Linked DNA regions of Mus musculus: region 1 is linked to region 2. The links are chromatin contacts, called in public Hi-C maps. All regions are on one chromosome and are shown on one strand. The core of a region is the stretch at or near the end of the contact, and the rest is flanking DNA. Distances in the headings are between cores, read along the strand shown.

The links. Hi-C and Micro-C count contacts between places; a contact is called where the count stands out from the background.
Region 1: a Hi-C map of olfactory sensory neurons shows a contact between it and region 2, with 2.6 times the contacts expected there. The contact joins the promoter of Klhl5 here to the enhancer-like site in region 2. A contact is called at or near these places in 2 of 39 promoter capture datasets (the C10 cell line and macrophages), 1 of 15 datasets of contacts at CTCF or cohesin (pro-B cells), 30 of 484 Hi-C or Micro-C datasets (8-cell embryo, the Ba/F3 cell line, the C10 cell line and 23 more), 6 of 115 datasets of contacts at active chromatin or transcription factors (CD8 T cells, acute myeloid leukemia, bone marrow-derived dendritic cells and 1 more) and 3 of 9 other capture datasets (adipose tissue, liver and macrophages).

What each region holds. Positions count from the first base shown.
Region 1 is chr5:65,128,388-65,133,989 of GRCm38.p6, forward strand. Klhl5 (kelch-like 5) reads left to right here and starts at 2,844. Exons shown (of 11, transcript NM_175174.4): 1 at 2,844-3,389. The coding sequence starts at 3,010. LOC115490189 (a long non-coding RNA gene) reads left to right here and starts at 3,396. Exons shown (of 2, transcript XR_003955931.1): 1 at 3,396-4,583.
Region 2 is chr5:65,068,746-65,074,386 of GRCm38.p6, forward strand. It overlaps Tmem156 (transmembrane protein 156), which reads right to left. Exons shown (of 6, transcript NM_001370814.1): 4 at 5,006-5,125; 5 at 3,497-3,580. Among named protein-coding and RNA genes, the nearest start is that of Tmem156, 20 kb to the right of the region's middle. Within about 2 kb of position 2,181, at least 9 of the 459 cell types and tissues checked have an H3K27ac peak or open chromatin away from gene starts, as enhancers often do. A contact at or near this core is called in olfactory sensory neurons, where this site is marked.

The DNA.
Region 1 (5,602 bases), core at 1,594-4,093, 60 kb after region 2:
TTAACTGCTGCAGTTTGTCCTTCTGCAACCCAATCCTGGTGTCCCTTTCAAACCATGGAGCCTGTCTGATAGCCTGCTCAGAACAGCTACTATTGTAAGCAGGTATACATTCAATGTATAGCCCAATTTTCTGATAAAAGGCCCTTTGAATCCTTTTAGCAGGAGGGGTGTGACCTCATAGTTTAACATCCATGGCTCCTTAAGTCTGAATTTCTCCTGATGGAGAATTACTTTTGAGAAATGAATGGCTCATGTCTCAGAGGTCCTTAATGAAAGCCACTGTTGAGTTCAGGTTTCAATGACTCACCAGACAAGATAACAATCAAACCACTTCTAGCTATAAAAAACAGTATTTCCTGGAATTCGAAGCACTGGCGAGTGTTCTCACATTGATTCAATTCAATTTAAAATTTCACATATATAAATTCATATTTATTAAAATTTATTTTGTGGAGAGATGGCTCACTGGTAAGAATGCTTGCTTGGTAAGCACAGGGACTTCGTTGGGATCCCCAGCAGCCATGTAAAACGCTGAGCATGACTGTAGGCGTCATACCTGGAACAGTGGCACTGGGCAGGAGGACGGGCACAGATTCCCAAGAGCTCCCTGGCCAGCCAGCTAGCTGGGTCAGTGAGAGACCCTGTCTTAATCAGTAATGGAGCATGGCAGAGAGAGACACCTGCTGTTTAGCTCTGGCCTGCACATGTGCACCACACACACACACACACACACACACACACACACACACACACACACACACACACGACACACAAATTGTTCTTTTTGTAACAGTTCATGATCCTTTCCTTTGTCAGCATATAAGTTTAAAAACATCTCTGAGAGCTCTAAGATGTCCGTGATCTCTCCTTTGCGTCCTTTGTGTAGAAGTAGTTGGCAGGGTCTTTTTGAATCTTTGCGTCCTTTGTGTAGAAGTAGTTGGCAGGGTCTTTTTGAATGAATTGAAGGTAAAGTCCGTATGCACCACTGCTGTGACATTTCCCACTGTGGCAGTGTATACTGTGCTTTGCCAAGATGTCATCTTTGGCACCTGTCCTCTCAAGGCTTACAGCACTCTCTGGTCATCCCAGATGCTGACAGCTACATCTCCAGTGTGCAGAAACTTTTGTCAGGAAGGAGATTTGCTGCCCGCATCAGGAACCACAAGCGCAGAGAAATGGAGGAGTTGTTTGTAAGTATAACCTTGAGAGAGGAGTAGGGTTGACAGCCAGGGGGACTGGAACTCAAACAGCCTTGTAGAAGAGGGCATGACATCATATGGACTCAGTGATGTAATAGTTGTCTGACATAGGTGAGAGCAGACCCAAGGGTGTCACTTCACCGCTTGCATGCTCCCACCACACTAAAGCTCCAAAGCGTCGATCTCCCAGGCACCCTACTTGGTGTCACCTTGACTTTGTGCTCAGGACGTTTTGTCTCCTTCCTTCACCTAACTTTCTCCTGTTCTTAAAGTTAAGCAGGTATGGCTAGCTGACGGAACCCCTCCTTGTCAGTGTTCCATTCCTACCCAGGCGCTAAGGGAGCTGATTGGAGGTCCCCCACAGTGCCAGTACAGAGCTCTGCGCGGCTTTTCATGCTTCTTATTCTGTTTTTTCTGAACAGTTTTTAGTTCTAGGGGCCACATGAGGTTAAGCTACAGGCCTCATGGTATTTTTGTGCCAAAAGTCTCCAAAACAGACTTTTCAGCCAATGTCAAAACAGCTTTATGTGAAATTATTTGACAGGGGGTTCAGTACTGAACATCTAAATTCTGTTCTGCACTTTAAAATCACAAATTCTTAATATTACACTATTATAATATTTTATATTTTGACTAATCAGTGCTTTTATTCACTTCAGTGACTGTATTTATTCATTCTGGAGGTTAGACATCAGTATGTGTATATTCCTGTCTTCCACCACGCCTACTAGAATACTCAAAGTAACTCTTTAGTATTTTAAATTTTAATTTTTTTCTCCTTATCAATTTGCAGTGAGCATGTCCACAGCACTGCTCTGTCTTGTTGGCCACAGAGGCCACAGTCCAGTGCTCTCTGCAGCTAAGGAATCTTAAGCCTTGAGCCCCACCATCCCTCTCCAATAGGAAATCTAGGTGTCAAACTGGAGGAAGCAGCCCTGTTTGAATTAGAGTGAGTGATATTGGTGTCAGGGTATCCCTTTTAAAGAGTTAGTACTGACATATTTTGGTCCATTGTAGTTTTCAAACTTTTTCGTCTAGTTTTTCTCATTATCCCTTGTTCAAATGAACTCTTAACCAAGGATGTCACTGTGCATCCTGGGAGGAGAGGGAGGAGACAGGAGGATAGTGGCCACCAGTCCAGAGCCCCAGCTTAGACCCTCCTCCTCATCCCCACCCAACACAGCTCAAGAATCCTCAAATCTCATTTAAAATGCTTTTTAGAAAATGTGTTCTGTGATATGAACTAAGAACTCACCTAAGAACTTGGTTTAAAAGCAGGAACCACTGCTGGTGGAAAAGTGGTTTTTAAGTACAAAGGAAAATGCTCTGCGTTAACGGCTCTTGTTTCAGCCATAAAAGAGTTAATGCACCGAGCAATAAAGGCTGCGATTTGATTCTGCAGCGGGGATAGTGCTCTCAGTCTCTGTCATTTGTGGTTCAGAGAAGGGGGTGGTGTTCTGCATTTGAAAGGACTTTAATGAATGCTGTCAGTGTTTGTGCGAGTCCAGGGTCTGGATGGGAAGGGGAGCAGGGAAAGTGCTGGGGCTGCTTCAGGATAGGTGGATCAGAGTTTGCTCCGATCGAGCGGAGTGTTCCACCGCGTTCATCTTTATTCATTACCCTTTGTTCTTCATAGTCTGATATATTGGGATGAAAGTAAATGGAGATATATATTTGAACGATTTGTTTTCTTTTAAAGCTATTTTTTGGGTACAGCAGGGAATATACTTCTCTTGTCTTGGTTGGATACACAAATCTGTGCGCCGTGTTTTTTGCCCGTTGCCTAGACGATCACTCGGTTTCTCTGAGGATGTCTGGTTCTCGCAAAGAGTTTGACGTGAAACAGATTTTGAAAATCAGGTGGAGGTGGTTTGGCCATCAAGCATCGTCTAACTCTTCCGTTGACAGCCAGCAGGGAGAATTTTGGAACCGAGGACAGACCGGAGCAAACGGTGGGAGAAAGTTTTTAGATCCGTGTAACCTACAATTGCCTTTGGCTTCCATTGGTTACCGAAGGTCCAGCCAACTGGATTTCCAGAATTCACCTTCTTGGCCAATGGCATCCACCTCAGATGTCCCTGCATTTGAGTTTACAGCAGAAGGCTGTGCTGGTGCACACTGGCTGGAGAGACCAGAAGTGGACGATGGCACTAGTGAAGAGGAAAATGAATCTGATTCCAGCTCGAGCAGGTTGATTATTCTCTTACTGTCAGAGACGGGGTGCGGGGTGTGTGCTCTATGCTAGTGGAGAATAACTGACTATTTACTAGCTTATCTCTGTGGTTGTCCGTACATCTGCTTCCCGTGAACTGCCTACATGAATGGCATCTTGGTATGGATACGTAGGTTTGCTAGGATTTGGGAAATGTCTCGTTAATTCTGTGAAATTTAAAGGCACCAAATAGCTTTCATTTTGAAATACCTTGCATTTCATGTATAGATCTGACACTGCCTTGAAAATAGTATGTAGCAGCAGTTTTATACGGTGTTGCCTGGCTGTATTCATCCGGCTTCTGTATTTACACTAAAACTATGAGACATTTCTACAGTATAAATCCTTGTGGTATTTTGGGTTATAATAGATTGTGGAGTCGTTTTAATTTGATAAAAATGAAAGGTTCTATAAAAAGAGATACACTGTAGTTCCCAATTTTTGACACCATTTTAGTTGTCAATACTGTTTTTCTGTGGTTATGTCTTTGTCCTGTGGATGTTGCAGCTCTGCAGACTAAGACAGAGAATACTAAGTAATGTATGTGTCTCTCTCAAGGATAGCACCACCGATTCCTGTTACCCCCACTTTCCACTGAAATTCACGCTGTTTAAGGAAAAGAAAGATAATCTTTTAGTAAAGTTTAAGAGAACATGGTGTCGGGAGTGCTAGATGTGGTCAGCCAGTCAAAAAGATGATAAGGAAAATGAGTTGGAAGGAATGCAATAAAGCAAAGAATTGATAATTTCATGATGATTTTGTTCCTCCTTCCTGGCACCTTCTTATCTTTAGGATGGATTTTCTTGGTCCGCTTTCCATGCTGTGTAACAAGTTAAAGTCGACTTTCTGATACATCTTCATTGTAGAATATTTCTAAATACTTAAAGACACAAACACCTACTCATTTGACATTCAATTACTTTTTGCTCTTTGAAATTAGTTTGCAGGTTTTGATTATTATAATCTCTAGGTTGGCTATTGTAAGTGTAGGTAGGCATCCTGAAGAATTCGGGTCGAATGGACTCATAGATTCAAGTGTCTCATGCTTGGAAATCCTCGCCCTTTCTCTTCCTCTAACCTTCAGAACATGGAATTCTGACCTGTGGGAGGATAGAAACATAGACTGTCATCTGTAGCCTGTATAACTGAGAGAGGGGAGAATCTTTACTTAGGTAAATAGCATATTTAATTTAAAAAAAATGTTATTACTTCATGACTTGCCTTTATTGTAAGGGAAAAGGAGCCATGAATAATTTTAATATTGAGATTAACTCAACAAACATGATCCTATTATATATTGGGACTTTTGCCATAAAGAAAACTAATTTTTAATTTTTTTTTACCAATTTCTGTGTGAAAATAAATTTTTCCATTTGAAAAATCAATATATTAAGAATATTTAAATAGTGTTAAAAAACAAAACATTCACTTCTTTACCAGCTTAGGTCATAAAACTATTAACATCTATCTACTACCCAATTATGTGATAATAACATTTATGCACATGTCTAATATAGAGAAAATTTACACATACTTCCTTATATCATAGATAGTTAACATAACCAATGAATATTAAATTTTAACCCTCTTTTGCGTGTACACTGAAATATTTTGGTGAGGTGTTAGTAATGAGAGAAAATATTTTTGTTCTGACTCAGAGATAGTTATTGTATAGTCCTCAAGAATCTTGCATTGATATTTTTACTTATAGGAATATAAAATTAAAATGCTCATCAAGGACATGGTGAACGATGGGAGTAGACATGTCACATCCTCAGAGACCTAATTAAAAAAAAAAACTATGTGTACAGTAAAACATAATATAAGTAAATCTCTGATTTGTAGATAGGAGGGGCCATTCAAGAGCTTATTCTTGATGGTTTAACATTTCAATATTATTGCAAAAAAAAAAAAGATCTATAGTTTAGTGTGTGCTTGTCCCTCACATCTCCATGTCATCCTATGTTGAATGTATCCAATCTTTATGCCTCTGTCAATCCTCTGGCTGACACTTTAACCTTTGTCACAGGGAGAAATTTGTCACCCTCAGCATTTTAAACAGCCAAAGTTCCTAAGTGAGTGTCCTTTTACTATAAGCAAATTGAAGCCCATTAATACTGTTGTCAAATCCCAGCACTTGAGAAGCAGAGGCAGGTGGATTTCTGAGTTCGAGGCCAGCCTGGTCTACAAA
Region 2 (5,641 bases), core at 931-3,430:
AACCAGTTACTTAAACTCTCTTAGATTCCATTTTCTCGCTAGCAGAAAAATTAAAGTAATTAAGTAAGTTGATGTGTGTCAAAGAACAGCACAGAGACCAGGACTTGATTCAACAAGGGTTTCCCTTATCCTAAGACAACCCGGAGCAGATTCTCTGTACCTGCTGGGGCCCTGTGCAGGAGGCGCCGTGCCTGAGGCACCCGTGTTTGCTGGGATCCTTGGCAGGTAGTGCTGCAGTGTTCAGTACAGAGAGTTAAAGACGGAGAGCTTTGGGTTGGGACGGTTTCACCATTGGGCAAGATATTGGAATGACACCTTCTCCCGCTCAACAGCTGGAGCGAGTGGAAACACTGATATCAGAGACCTGATGCAGGATTCCACAAAGGCTGCCCAGCACGCAAGTGGATGTCTCCCGTTCATCTCAAGAACACGGAAGGCAGTGGCTGGAGAGATGGCGCAGTGATTCAGAGTCCTTGCTACTCTGCATGTTCGTTTTCACCTTTCCCATTCTTAAGAATAAGATTTTAATTTTAAAGTTTATATTTTATTTTATTTATTTATTTATTTATTTATTTATTTATTTATTTATTTATTGAGACTGGATCTTACTATGTAGCCCCGACTTTCCTGGAACTCACTATGTAGACCAGTCTGGCCTCAGACTCACTGCGATCAGCTCGTCTCTGCCTCCCGAGTGCTGAGGTTAAAGGTGTGGGCTATTACACCAGGCAGGATTCCTGTCTTGCTCACCTCCGCTTTCCTATGCCTCTCTCTCCCTAGGGCTGTGCTGGCCTACCAAAAGCTATGCTACCATGAGGAACACAAGGATGGGTAAAAGGAAGTCATCACTCAGGTGACGATGATAACTGAGTGAATAAGAAAGTAAGAAAATTAATACCAAGAAGACAACATGATCCGCCCTGTTTCTCGGGCATGGAGGAGAATATCAGGGCCCACTTCCTCCACGCGGCTCTAACATGTATCAGGCTCAGGAAGGATCCGGTGAGCTCTCCTTGTTTCTTTTTTTGGAGGGTGGACATTTTGAGGATGGATGAGTCTCCCTACGCAGTGGGCGCCCGTGTGACAATACTAGTATTGTCGTTCATGAGCCACAGAGTCACTCTGGAGTGCGTGGCTGGCACCCACACCTGACTGTTGAATGCGGCGCACAGGCATTTGCTTTTTCCATTCCCTTTCTTTACCTCATGCTGCCGCATTACCAGAGATTCAGACCGGCAGGCTTTTCTCCCTTACCTCTCCCTGCTGCCTGTAATCCATCATTACAAAGAGCAGCCTTAAAAACAGCGCTCAGGGGAGACGTGATTTTCTTTCCATTTCTCTCAGAAAGAGCAACTTAGAATGGTGGTAGCGGTGAGGTGGTGCGGTTAGGTTAAAGGAATATAAATAAAAAGGAATCCACCTCTCTCCTTTTGAAGATGTTAAGCCTTAAAAGGATTGCTGGTCTTTTTTAAAAGGTCATCACCCTGGCTCTGCACCGAACATTAAAACGATATGCCTGGTAGTAAAGCCAGGGGCCTTTTATTGAGAACCATTGAGGGAAGGCAGACCTGAGACAGGCTTTTTTGGATGCAGGAAAGCCACGGGCTCATAAATATAACTTGTGAGGCTCATCTTGTGGCTAGCCGGGACTTAAAATTTGTGACTTCTCCAATTATATGAGGTGACAAGGGAACAACTGACTTGTTCTCAGACAAGACTGCTGTGCTCAAAATTATGGCCAGGAAACAGAAATGGCCAAGCTTCCTTAGGTAACTACAAAACTCGGCAGAGTTGGGTTAAACCATTCCTGGGGTAGAGCAGGTATACTAGATAAGCGAACCGACAGATAGACAGACGGACAAATCATCATTACCTCCCTTTAGGAATCGGTTTTTCTCCTTAAAACCATACTATGGGTTGTTTTTTAAATATGTTATTAATTAAACAAAATTTTCATGAACCACACAAAATTTCTATTAACTTGATCCATATGTAGCCGACACTAAATATTGTTTAACTAATGCTAAGTAACCATACATGGCTTAATAACTTGCTAATACCAACTAGGAAGTCTGGATTATTTAAAATTAGGTCTTTAGGCGCACACAGTCTAATTTTTCCCAGACTAAGGGTCTGGGTGACTGCTTGTTTCAGTAGCTAACAAAAGCGTTAGGCACATGATCCCCCCGGGAAAGGCTGGCTGGGTCTCTAGGTGGCTGCTGTTGCCCTGCAGTAGAAGACAGGGCGTTGTCCAGTTTCCTGTCGTTTTTTTTAAAAAAAGAGTTTACACAGCAGACCTGAAGCCTCCTTTTGTATCTTCTCACAAGTGCAAAGGAGCTGTCCACCCACTGGAGACAAAGAATATCAGTAAACATCACTCAATTCTGTGACTTTTTAAAGAGTTCAAAATATTCCTTCTTGACAGGCATATAAGCATAATCCTACTACTCGGGGGCCTGAGGCAGGAGAACTATAATTCTTGAGGGCCAGCCTGGGCTATGTAGTAAGTCCTTCTCTCTCTCTCTCTCTCTCTCTCTCTCTCTCTCTCTCTCTCTCTCTCTCCACACACACACACACACACACACACACACACACACACACAGAGGAGGGGGAGGGGGAGAGGGAGAAAGAGAGACTGGAAGAGATTAAAATGGAAACTAAACAAAAGCCAGACCGTGTAACAAACCTTTAAGCCCAGGTACTCAGGAGGCTGAGGCAGGAGGATCACAGGTATGAGGACCATCTCAGCTATAAATTAGCAATTTAATGGGATCTTGTCTCAAAATTTAGAAAGAGGGGATGGACACAGCCTCAGCTGTGTAGAGTGCTTGCCTAATATGCTCCAGGCCCTAGATTGGATTTCCAGTTTTTTAAAAATCATTTCTTTTCTGTGAAGGAAAAGGACATCCCCCTGTCCATATCATAGTCTCTCTTTATAATGTGACTTGACAGCAGGAATTCAGGAGGCCACACAGTCAGAAAGAGATGAGACTGGAGCCAGAGCATCTGTGCCCACGGCCTTCTTAGCTGCTCTAATTAGGATCCCCTTAGTCCCTCCCGGTTTCTCCGGAGAGGACAGGGGGCTTTTTAATTGAGGCTATTAGGAGTTCTCTTTATACAAAGACACCCCGTGAAGTGAAGGCTCCGGCAGAGGCTCTGCCCACTCTACAATTACTTCATGCAATTCTGAGAAATAATGGTATCTTGTCTCATTTAAAAATAAACCCCAGGCGTGTTCCCTATGGCTTTCTCTCCCCTGCCTACTCACAGGAGTTTCTTCTTGCCAATTAGGCAAACTTTCCATTATTTAGGGAGGTGGCTTTGATCATGACTGTCCCCTGATAATGAGAAATACTAAGCTGGATTCTATTTGCCCACAGTTCCTTTATTCCAGTCCCAAGGCTACTGAAAATGAACTCCGATCTTGAGCTTGCTCTGAACTGATACAGCAGCTTTGGGAATCTCCTGTCCTAGCCGTAGGCTGCCGCAGACTCACCTGGAATAACCCTCATGCTCAAAGTGCTCAGCTTCACAGAGCCACCTCCTCTTAAGAGACCAGATGTAGATTTGTACTTATGACCTGTTCCAAGAAAAGAAATTAAACATTTAGATGACAAACAAGCACATTAGCTGTGGTGGTCCATGCCTCTAATCCCAGCACTTGGGAGGCTGAGGCAGGAGGATACTGATTGAAGTCAGCCTGGACTACATAGTAAGACCCCAGTGCCCCTCCCTTACAAAATCACATTCTTGCTGTCTTCTTGGTTCTGGTTTAAAGGGTTATCAAGGAGTTCCAAAAGGGGTCTGGAGCAACAAGACACTGAAGGACTTTTACCATTAAGTCCTCTCTCATTAACAAACACGAGGGCCTGTTGGTTGCAAGTCTTTAACCTTAGCACAGCCCCGGGAGGAAGAGGCAGATATATCTCTGTGAGTTCCAGGCCAGCCAGAGCTACGTACTGAGTCCCTGTCTCAAACAAACAAACAAACAAACCACAAAACAATAACGACAACAAAAACCCACAGACTCTTTCTAAAGTGATGGTTTCTCCACTACCATAAATATCATTATGGCCCGTCTGCTCATGAAAAGTATCAACCCTTATTTATAAAATACTACTTTTATCTACGTTGATATGATATGTAGAGTATCTAGGAAACATTTCAGATTAATGTGTAATGGCATGAGTATTGTGATTTTTTTTCCATGACTTTATATGCTTAGACTTGTAAGAAAAACCTTTGAAAGCCATCAAATTTGTCATCTGGATAGGTATTTGAAAGAATTTAATGTACTGGGTAATGTAATGGGTACCGTAATGGGTAATGTCCCACTACCCATGTCTTTCTAGGCATTTTTCTACCTTGTATCTTTCTTTCTTAATTGTATTCACATAGAAAAAGAGTTCAAGAAACATAGAACTATGAAAATTATTTTCAAATAACATACACTTATTTAAAATAAAGATTTCAATGCCTATAAAATACCAAGTCTTTATACTGTAATTTTGTTAATTGTGCAGCTTTGGACGAAACCATGAACTTTTCTGAGTTTGGTCATTTTTTTCCCCTTTTCATGCACAAAACGAAAATCATAGTACTGTTTACATATTGTTCTGGTTTCATTCTGGGGCTATGACAAATACCAAAACCGGAGGCAACTTGGGGTAGGGACTTATTTGTCTTACACTTCCTGGTAACAGTCTAGCACTGAGGGAAGTCAGGGCAGTCCTGATCACTCTTATTCTGCATGCTGCTCCCTCCACCTGGGAACTCCCTTCACAGCCAGGAAGCACAGCAGGCTGCTGCTTGCTAGCTGACTCGAAGACTGATACTTTCTTAGAGTGTCTAGAACCAGCATTTACACATAGTAGGTACACAATAAGTGGCCATCTGAACTAAAAAGAAAATCAGGGGGCAAACAGGTATTTGTATGTGTTTTCCTGGGCAAAGGAATGCCCTCACAGAGACAGTCCTTGCAACGCGTTTATTTCTTAGTACTTACTCTGCCATCTCCGCACTTTCCTGTGGTCTTCAAGTATTTTGTGGATAATAAAGATGATGCTTAGCATAAAAACTAATAGCACTAAAATGTACCAAGTGATCTTCATGGAACAAGTGACAGCTATAAAAATTAAAAATATATATATATTAAACACTATAAACCAATAAAGGACTAGTTAGCTAGTTAGCAGGCTTAAGTACTCAACAACACACAGTTCTATCATCCCTATAGCTTACAGGAAGCACGGACAGAACCAACCACTGGTTTCTGTCTTTTGACCTCTACTCGTGTGCTATGGCAGACATGTGTGTGCGCATGCACACACACACACACTCTACACAATGAGATAGTACCTCAGATAAGAGGCAATATTGTGGCACATGCCTTTAATGGTGAAGGCGTTTGCAGCCTTAACTGGAACAGGGTCCCTTGCTCCCCTGAATGTCTTTCCACTATATGAAATAAAGCTACTAAATGAGGAAATTGGCCAAGTGGCTCCCAGGGATCCATTCAATTCAAACCCCTAGCATTTAATTTCACTTCCAGGTGATGCCAATACCAATGTTCTTATTGTACATCAAGAGTGCCACAGGGCAGTGGCACTAGAGTCAGAGCTGTGTGCCATTAATCATCTTG